Linked DNA regions of Anas platyrhynchos: region 2 is linked to region 1. A link is a contact called in public Hi-C data. All regions are on one chromosome and are shown on one strand. The core of a region is the stretch at or near the end of the contact, and the rest is flanking DNA. Distances in the headings are between cores, read along the strand shown. Region 1 overlaps POMT2 (protein O-mannosyltransferase 2). Region 2 overlaps LRRC74A (leucine rich repeat containing 74A).

Region 1 (4,675 bases), core at 1,614-4,113:
CAAAGGATCAACTTCAGAGGATCCCACCAACATTTCACTTGCTCTGTCGCCCTATCTCTAGCAAGTCACATTAAATACTTGTGTAGAAAGTGCATCAGACCCTGCAGTAGTCTGACAGATTAATAAGGAATTTTCTATCAACTGCCACTTACCAAGCTTACTTCCGCTAATTAATTAATTACATTAATTAACCATCACTTAACTTTCTGAAGGACAGTGATTATTTCCCTTCAAAGTCTTAAAAAAAAGTCTTTATTTGCAGTTACCTGGGTTTTCTTCCCCCTCAGCTCTTAATGTCATAAATATTTTGCAGCAGTGACTTTCACTCACGGGGTAAGTTTGTGTTAGTACAAAAAAAATATATACCTCCCTTCCTGAATGCTGTTGTCAGAGACAGTGATTTATTTTTTTTAAACCAAACACATTATTTACTCATGAACCCAGCCTCGCTGAAAAAAGATATAAATGCCATTTACATTCCTGACCAGGCAGAGCTATCTGCCTGCACTCACCATGATTCAGCATCCACCGGATTTCTTAGTAGCTTTTTTTTTTTTAAACCATAAAACAGTGAAGGGAAACCTAAGATAGCAGTGACAGAAGCAGCTCTGGAAGCAGAAGCCTGCTGCTTCAGGATCCATGTTAGCATCCCACACAGTGGAGCTGTGCAGATACAGCAGCTTGTTTGGCATTAGTCTGGATGTCTCTGCATGCACCTCGTTTTGTGATAAAGATATATAATCCGTAAACATATTAAATCCCATCCCCTGTTAACATCAGATTGTTACCGTTGCCCTCACACTACAAATGCCTCATGTAAAAATAGCAGGACGGACTTCCAACAACAAAAGAAGTTAATACCAATAACAATAGGTTTGGAGGATTATGGTACGGAATGGCATGAACTGCCCCAGTTTCTAGCAATTTTGGTGAACCTTAAGGCTAAAACAGGCCTTGAAGAACACAGCTGTCATCCCCTCCTGGACTTACTGCATGACAAAATCAATACCTGTGCAAATCTTAGATCTCTTGGCAGGGGATATGATTTTTCAGAGCCACAGCCCAGCAGGCACCTTCACTGGAACACACTGCATAACCCTAGCCCTGATCATCTGGTTGCATTTTAAGTACCTGTTGGTTATTTTTTTATTCTTTTAAATATAAAGAAATGGAGGAAACGTGGTTACTGCTTAGTTTAAATTTAAAAGTACCAATAAGCAAACAAACATTGTAGCTCCTGGCCATGTGGGATGGGGCAGGGAAGGAATACGAGGTTCTTACCATTTTGGCAGAGTCTTTCCAGAAGAGCCCAGTAAACACCCTGTGGCCACATGGGTTAGCCGGACCTGACTCCGCAGGACTTTGATAAGCTTCCCAGGCTTTCTGCCCACCACTTCAATCCGCCAGAAGTCATTGGAGTCTCCTGTTCCGTTCTATCATGGAAAAACACCATAGGAGAGAAACAAACAAACCTAACCAAAAGACACGTGCAATTGAAGTACTGCAAATACAAACTTCTGAAACTCCAGTGATGACAAAGCTAAACAAAAGAGCCCACACTATCATTGCTCAGACTTCACAGAAGAGATTCCCCATTAAAAACAGAGGATTCTACACATGAGCAACTACCACAGACATTTTTATCTTGCCAGCCTTTTTTTTTCCCCTTCAAATTCATTCTTGACTATGGCTCAGAGTTACATTTCAAAACAGGGGTAACTTGGCTGCTTCACAGAAGGGGTTTAGGCAACAGCCTTTGGAAATTCAGCCCTCAAAGCAGATTTCATTTTCGTGATTCAAACTTCTGTCATCATTCTGTCAACAAAAGCCAGTTGTCTACGTGACAAGGCCAAATACACGAAATAATACTTGTCAGAGCAACTTCAGGGTTGCTCAGTTTGGCATTTATGGAGTTGAAGGCTGCCAAAGCTAGACTGACATTAAAGCTTACGTTATTTTCTTGTCTGTGTTCATATTAAATAGACCTTAAATAAGATAAGCTATTTTATACTAGACCAACTTCTCCTCTAATCCTGTAGATTTACAGCTACATCTACCACCCTGGCAAACAAATTAAGAGCAGAAATAAATCCCCCTGGCACAGTATGAACTCCCCCCCACCCAAACAGCTTTTGCTTCCTCTTGCCATTCACTTACTATTCCATAGCCAGTGACCTGAAAATGCTTCCTTGTCAGGGGAGCCTCGTGCTGGTGACTGTGAAGATTTCTTGAAGTTCTGGAATGAAATTAAAAGTCAAACCTTGTTTGTTTGTTTAAAATGTCTCAATCAATTTGTGATAAGATCTTTTGGTTTAAGGCATTTAGAGACAGCCACCAGCACTTCGACCACCAAATGGCAGAGCAAGATACAGCTCCGACAGCAATAGGGCCACAGAGCAAAAGAGCTGCTTCCCACCATGCAACTCTGAGTTTACGCCACACTGGGCACTTTTAGCAAAGAAGGACACCATGAATAAATCCAGCCCTCAGGCCATAAACCACCACCTCCAAGTGGTAATTTACCACAGCTCGTAAATCAAAAACATTTAGGTGAAACTGCCCTGAGGTCCACACACACACACACACACGTACACACACGTGCTTTTTTCCTTCTTATGAAAGGAGAAAGGTGGGACTGACAGTCCTGCTCTTGCAAGAAGCAAAACAAGATCCTGACCTCTCTACATTATCACTTTTACTTTTGAGGTGAAAGACTCTACCTTTTGGTCAGATTTACTGAGGTGGGGAATCGTGGCCCCCATTACACCAGCCACAGATGGAGCCTCTCACTCCAGCAGGGACTGGCAGATGAGGCAACCAGAAAAGTGGGTCCATATCCTGGTCAGTTCTTACTTATATTATGAACCTCCCTCGCCAACAACACAGCTGCATCTAGCCCTCCCTGCCTTATCTGCACACAAAGCCTCTGCCCACACTTGATGAAATCTGTCTGCAAAGAGAGGAGAGCCACCTGCTGGATCTTTACCCTAACGCTGCGGTTTTACCTCCCATTCTGCAGAATTCCCTTCCAACACATAAGTTAAGCAAGCCCAGTATTGCCAAACCAGGATTTTACCACTTTCATTATCGTATACTTAGCAGTAAAACCCAAAGTTCAATATATCATTTTTAAGGTCTTCAAATCTTTTTGGAAGACTTACACAATGACTTGTGGATATGCAATACTGAACACAGTAAGACATAATTTTCAGGCTCACAAATATAGAACTTCTGTTAAGAATTAAAAGCCGTGATAGCACAGAGCATTATGGCACTGTGACATTAGATGAGATGAAGATTAAATATCAAGTCACTAGGGCTCCCCTACGTCACCCTCATTTATTCATCACAAAGGCAAAAGCCAACATTTTCATTGAAAATGTCTCAGAGCTGTGATTTATGTCATTTTTGTGCACAAAATGACAGAACATGGGTTTTGAATGGCTTCTTCGCAGGAGTTGCCTTTACTATTGCACCTCACATAGTTGAACAAATCCCTGTGCCACCTAGGCAGGTACTGATAATGAAGCTGTATGGTTCTGTTAAAGGTTTCCCATTTTACAGACACTTCAAAACAGACCAAAGAAGAAAACCTCCACAAAGCCCGCATTGGCAATGCAGATGTACAGACATCTCTGCCGCAAAGCCAGCTTCTGCTGGCCTAACATTGTAGTCTTTGGCAAGCCAAATCTCCCTCCAGTTCTACTCAATCATTCAGTCTCTTCACATCCCAGAAATCGTCCTTACTCTTTATGTTCCAGGCGAATAATATCTCCATGCCTCACAAACTCCACAGGGCTGGAGGGGTCTGACAGATCTGCTGGAGGAAGAAAACTAATCACACCAAAGCACTGACAAACAAATCAGGGTCTCAAGGTTTTTTGTGAACATTCATGCCTCAAGCAGACAATACAAGGCAAACTAGTTTGTGTAAGCTTGGTGTAAATCACTACTCTAGTTTAAAGAACAGCCCTGAGGGTTACTCTATAGAGTAACATGACCCAAAGCAGCACATAGTGCCCTTAAATAAAGGGGATGCCTGGCTAGGCTAACTGAACTTCTTAACTAGATATCTACATTTTAATTTCATGGACTATAAAATGACACTTGTAAGACCGTTTATAGTTTTGTAATATATAGGTTACTTGAATTTTTTGTTGTTTAGAGTGTTCCTTGTCAGTTTTTAAATATAGGTGCTGTTTTATATATAGGTGCTGCAGGTGTAGAAAGGAAACTACCCTAGACCAAACATGCCTCAGCTACACTAATTGATATTCTAAATCAAGAGAATATCACCTTCAATAATCTATGTTGTCCAAGGAAGCATCTAAGCAAATCACTTGAACACCATGTATCAGAACATACCAAGAACCAACTTCTCCAGTAGTCACAGCCATAATAACAGACTCCACAAAATATTAACTGAGCTCAGATTAATTTCCTCTCTGTTATTGGCAACCCGACCTGACTGAAAAGTTGTCAATGCAACCTTCAGCCAAAAAAAAAGCTTAATTTACTTTTACTGTACATCCTGGAGAAAAAAAATAAAATAAAAAAATGGTAGATACAAATAGGGTTGATGAAGATGGAGTCAGATTCCCTTTGTTCTACCTCCTCCCCTCCTCTTATCTATGAAGGGCACTTTGCCCTGGAGGGAACTCAACATATTTATGTT
Region 2 (4,675 bases), core at 938-3,437, 250 kb before region 1:
ATCTGTTCTCAGGCACTACATGGGCCTTAGCCTGGTTAATCTTGAATCAGAGGTTACATGGGGTTCCCAGTTACTTTAGGCACAAACTACAGAACTGTGGCTGAGCAGTAAGCAAACCAGGAACTGTTGAAACCCAGTGGACGACAAAGACTTCATTCGGTGCCATTAATGCTGCTGAGCTGATATGTAGGGAAAAAAAAATACAGGTATCTACTCCTTATGTGCATTTTAGCACTGTAGCATGTGTGTTAGTGGTAATATTCACTTTGTAGATGAGTCAGAAGAGTTGTGACCTTTGTTGTCCTTACTGTGCCCACCTCAGACTGGTTCCTCAGGGTCCTATCAACAGCTTAAAGAATCTGACAGGCAAGATTCACTTTACTAGATTAATATTTTTTCATCTTTTTCTTTTGAATCAGTCACCTAAAAGAGCAGAAGCCGGCACAGAACCCTGTGGAAGGGAAAATGAAGGAAGAAGAGAAGGAAGATAAGTAAAAATGAAGCAAGGAGGTGTCACCCAGTGAAAGGTAGTAGGAGAAACACTGACTCTAAAACACTGAAAGCTAAGAGTGGCCCTGGGCTTGGGGAGGTATGATGCTGGAGAGCTCTGATAGTGTAAGTCATTGACTGTGGAAATAAAGTTGGTGTTCCACTGCACAGCAGGTCTGGTCCTTTTGTTTGGGAGCAGAACAGACTGGCTGGTTACCAAATCATTCTGCATGCTGACAAAGCTGAACTTATTTTCAGAAACAGAGCGCAAAAGCTGGAATGGGGAAACCAAGAAAATTCATATATTGTTGTTATCCCATTTAGAAGGAAAGCACATGGACAAAGACTGGAGCAAGTGCCCTGCAGACGGCCCCTACCAGACTTAGCTGCTTTGATGCAGAGACCTTTGCAAGAAGAACTAAATTCATGTGAAACTACAGCTAATGCTGCTTTAAAAAGTTACGGGTAATAGGAATTTTATTAAATAGCTCCATGGGAAAAGATATGCTAGAAGGGTGGAATCCATAACTGATTTTAAATGGCTCAGATACTGAACTGCTTTTTTTAAATCAACATAAAAAGCTAACAAAGAAAGATTTCACCAACCCTTAAGAAGTAATGAAAGCCTTGCATATACTAATATTTACAAATAAATGATAAAAAATATCATCAGAGAATCATGGAATGGCTCAGGTTGGAAGGGACCTTAAAGATCATCTAACTCCAACCCCCTGCCATAGACAGGGATGCCACCCACCAGATCAGGTTGGCCAGTATACACATGTGCAGATGAGCAGATCCACAGGAAGTACATTTTGCCATGTGAGCAACTTCCACCATAGACTATACCACAAAAAAACTACGAGAATTGAGACATGTTGGCCAGCAAGAAGAGAGGAAACAGAAGAACTCCTTTCACTACCCATTCATTACACCCTTTTCACTCTCCATCCATTCACTAGATGACATCTAAGGTCCCTTCCAGCCATCCTATGATTCATTCTATGAATTCTCAACTGGAAAAATCTTCCATTAGAGTTCAGGTGGCTCCAGTGTCTCCTGAGAAGCCAGCCTGACTGCTGACATGAGGGTGCTGCTATGGCTGCTCAGTAGTCATCTCCAATACACGACAGACTCCTAGCCTTTATCTCATTACCCCAGCTAGTCTGTGTCCTCTGCTGTCTGTGACAATCCCTCAGCTACTCACAAGTCTATGGACATTTATTGTACACACACATTTGTCTTTCTTCCAAGCAGAAGAATGCCACCCGTTCAATCACTCCTCAGAGGACAGACTCTGCTGGTCCTTGTTTCCCTTCTCTGAACCGTTCCCAGATGGAATATATGGGAATAAGAAATGCAAAAAGCATTCAGGACACTGGGGAGTTTGCACAGACATAACACTGCGGGGTTTGTTGTTGTTCTCTTTTCCTTTCCTAATCACTCCTAGCATGCTGTTAGCTTTCCTCAGCTGTTACTGAGCACTGAGGCGTGCTTCCACAGCACCACACACCAGCCCTGCAGGATCTTCCTCCTGAATACCGCGGCCCACCGTGGAGCCCACCCTTTCCTACGTGACAAGCAGGGCGAGGGGCGGCGTGCCTGCCATTTTACAATCAAGAGCACTTCTTCCTAAAGCAGAGCTGCTGAGACACCGCTCCTGCTGCAGGGCTCTGCGACTGCCGGCGCCGGCCACCAGATGTCCCCTCAGCACCAGCGCTGGGGCGGGGAGCGCGGCCCGGGGCCTCCCCGCCCTGCAGGCGCCAGGCCCCGAGACCCAGCGGCCGGAGGCCATTTTCAGCCCCTCTTCTGGAAACGGCTCCCTGCCTTCTGTCCTAAAATAATGCTAAATTTCACGCCCTGGTGTCTCTCGGGGCCCACCTTTGGGGTGTGCACGGGGAGGTGTCCCCGCTGCAGGGCAGTTTGGGTCCTTCTCGGCCCCGCTGCAGCTGCTGCAGGTGCCCACAGGCCCGGGTGCGCTTGCCCAGCATTTCTGGAGGGGCTGCTCTTTAAAACTCACGGGTCATTTCGCAGCCCTTCTCCAGCAGCACCAAGCTTGTTGACCAAGTGGTCACCATTCACTGCCAGTGTAAAATATCTGTGTGGCTTGTTTCCCCACAACCCCCAAAACTCCCATTTTGAGTCTTTTTTCAGCCTCAGAGGCGTACATTACAAACACCAAAATGTGCAGGCTGAGAACTAAGGCTGGAGGCTATCAGATGTTTGGGACCAGCTAACGATTTGTATTTGTACAAAAAATAGTGGGTTTCTGTTTTTGTTTTTCATGACTGGCAACCATTGTTACCTCACAGAGATGATGATTTAGGAAAACCCAGATTTTCTTCCAAAATGAACCTCTTGGCTTATCAGCACGCAGATGCTCTATGAGTCAGTTAAGCTGGATCAGAGGTGAGAAGTTTCTCACCGTTTCTAGACTTGTGTGGAAAAAAAAGACTAAGGTTTGCTTTCTGGGTACTGACAGCAGAGAGTGAGGGCTGTGCTCCACTGTCCAGAGAGCACCGTGTTTGTTCTGCAGCTCAGGGCTGCACTTCTGAGCAGGGAGTAGCACGTATATACCAGGAAATATCTTCATCTTTTATTCCTGCAGCATCTTGGGTTTGTCTTGCATATGTTACACATGAATCTTTATCTCATGCACAGTGCTGTTGTGTATTAGTCATGCATTACTATTCTGCTTAGGTTTGCACAGAACTGGCTGCCCAACTAAACTGATTTGTCCAATTATCACCCTTGAGATTCTAGATTAGCTACAGCCATCAAAAACACAGTCTTCTGTAAGAAAACAACATAATCAAATATAGATGCGTACTGGCCGGCGGCAGGTGTGACTTTTATTTATTCGAGTGTCCACTTAAACTCCAGATTCAACAATGATGTGGCAGCTAGGTTGTACCTTTACACCACGGAAAACCTCCAGGGAGACTGGATGGTTTCTTTCACGGAAAGAGAGAAAGAGAAAGCTGATGAATTTGTGCCCAAATTTCTATCTCCAGAAGGGTTTAGATAAGTTAAAATTATCTACTTCACCAAATGCACAAACTCTAAAGAAAATGAATCTCTCTGGAGGATGTAGGTGAAACCTTATGTCCTTTTGTGTGGCTCGATGCAACTAAAATAGCAAAAAACTGTAAGTGCCAGTGAAAATTTTAATTCTCCAAACTCACATGCAAGCAAGCAGTGCAGGGGAGGGATGTGGTTGCAGTGTTGCAGAATCTCTCTGAACACTCTCGGATCAATAAAGCTTTTTTAAGCTTGGTGGCAGCATTTGTCCCCATGCTGGCATTTCAGGGATGAACTGAGGTAGGTGCTGAGCAGGGATGGTCTGGGAGTGGAATATGAATTGCTCGGTTGATCCCACACCTGTGAAATGGTGCAGAAGGAAATGTTTTGGCTGCCATAAATTCAGGCAGCTCTGAGACTCATCTAACATACTTCAGGAATTCAGCCTGCCAGCACAAAATTGGGCAGTGTGGAAAGCTGGCAAAACAAAATCTCTGCATATTCCATGGGCTGAGAGAGTGACACAGCTGAGTAACATTTTCAGATCTCTTTGATATTAGAAAGCAAATAACTACCATTAAGTAACATGTTTTGAAAACACAGCATGCACACCACAGTATTTAATGTGCTAGCTAGTTTAGATGAATCTCTGGATCTCACAAGGAAAATCATATTTCTGTTACGGATTTCACACAGCAGAATGAGGCCCAATTCGGATTGATTTCCTACTGCCACTGCAACAACTATGACAACACGGCATTGCATTAAAAAAAAAAAAAAAAAAAAAAAAAAAAAAACACTGCTAATCAGAATCTCTGGAAATCTCAGAGTAACTACAAAATCTAACGCTATATGCAGTTATCTCAGCTTGTTCATGTTTAAGATCTTTGATCTGTCTAGCTGAGCTGGCCAAAAGGGTTTTGGCTTTTCTTTCAAAGAAGAAATCTCACAAGCTGCAGAAGTGTGTACACTGATACCAGTCTTCATCTTTAAGCTTGCATCAATAGTTCTTTGTTCCAAAGGCCTCCCATCCATATAATGAGTATATCAAAAGATGTTCTGCATTTATCAGTGGAGATAAGCCTTGTGCAGAGGGGTGTCCTGCAGCTGTGCACAACATCCAGCATCACGGGACTGGAAGCATGCAGTGCACACTGCAATGGAC

Evidence for each region. Hi-C and Micro-C count contacts between places; a contact is called where the count stands out from the background.
Region 2: a Hi-C map of skeletal muscle shows a contact between it and region 1, with 4 times the contacts expected there. The contact joins two enhancer-like sites. A contact is called at or near these places in 3 of 8 Hi-C or Micro-C datasets (liver, skeletal muscle and subcutaneous adipose tissue).

Annotation. Positions count from the first base shown.
Region 1 is chr5:23,140,874-23,145,548 of IASCAAS_PekinDuck_T2T, reverse strand. It overlaps POMT2 (protein O-mannosyltransferase 2), which reads right to left. Exons shown (of 21, transcript XM_038180523.2): 11 at 3,748-3,817; 12 at 2,158-2,236; 13 at 1,282-1,433. Among named protein-coding and RNA genes, the nearest start is that of POMT2, 14 kb to the right of the region's middle. Within about 2 kb of position 2,863, at least 2 of the 8 cell types and tissues checked have an H3K27ac peak or open chromatin away from gene starts, as enhancers often do.
Region 2 is chr5:23,388,038-23,392,712 of IASCAAS_PekinDuck_T2T, reverse strand. LRRC74A (leucine rich repeat containing 74A) reads left to right here. Exons shown (of 12, transcript XM_072038425.1): 12 at 420-653. The coding sequence ends at 495. Among named protein-coding and RNA genes, the nearest start is that of ANGEL1, 20 kb to the left of the region's middle. Within about 2 kb of position 2,187, at least 4 of the 8 cell types and tissues checked have an H3K27ac peak or open chromatin away from gene starts, as enhancers often do.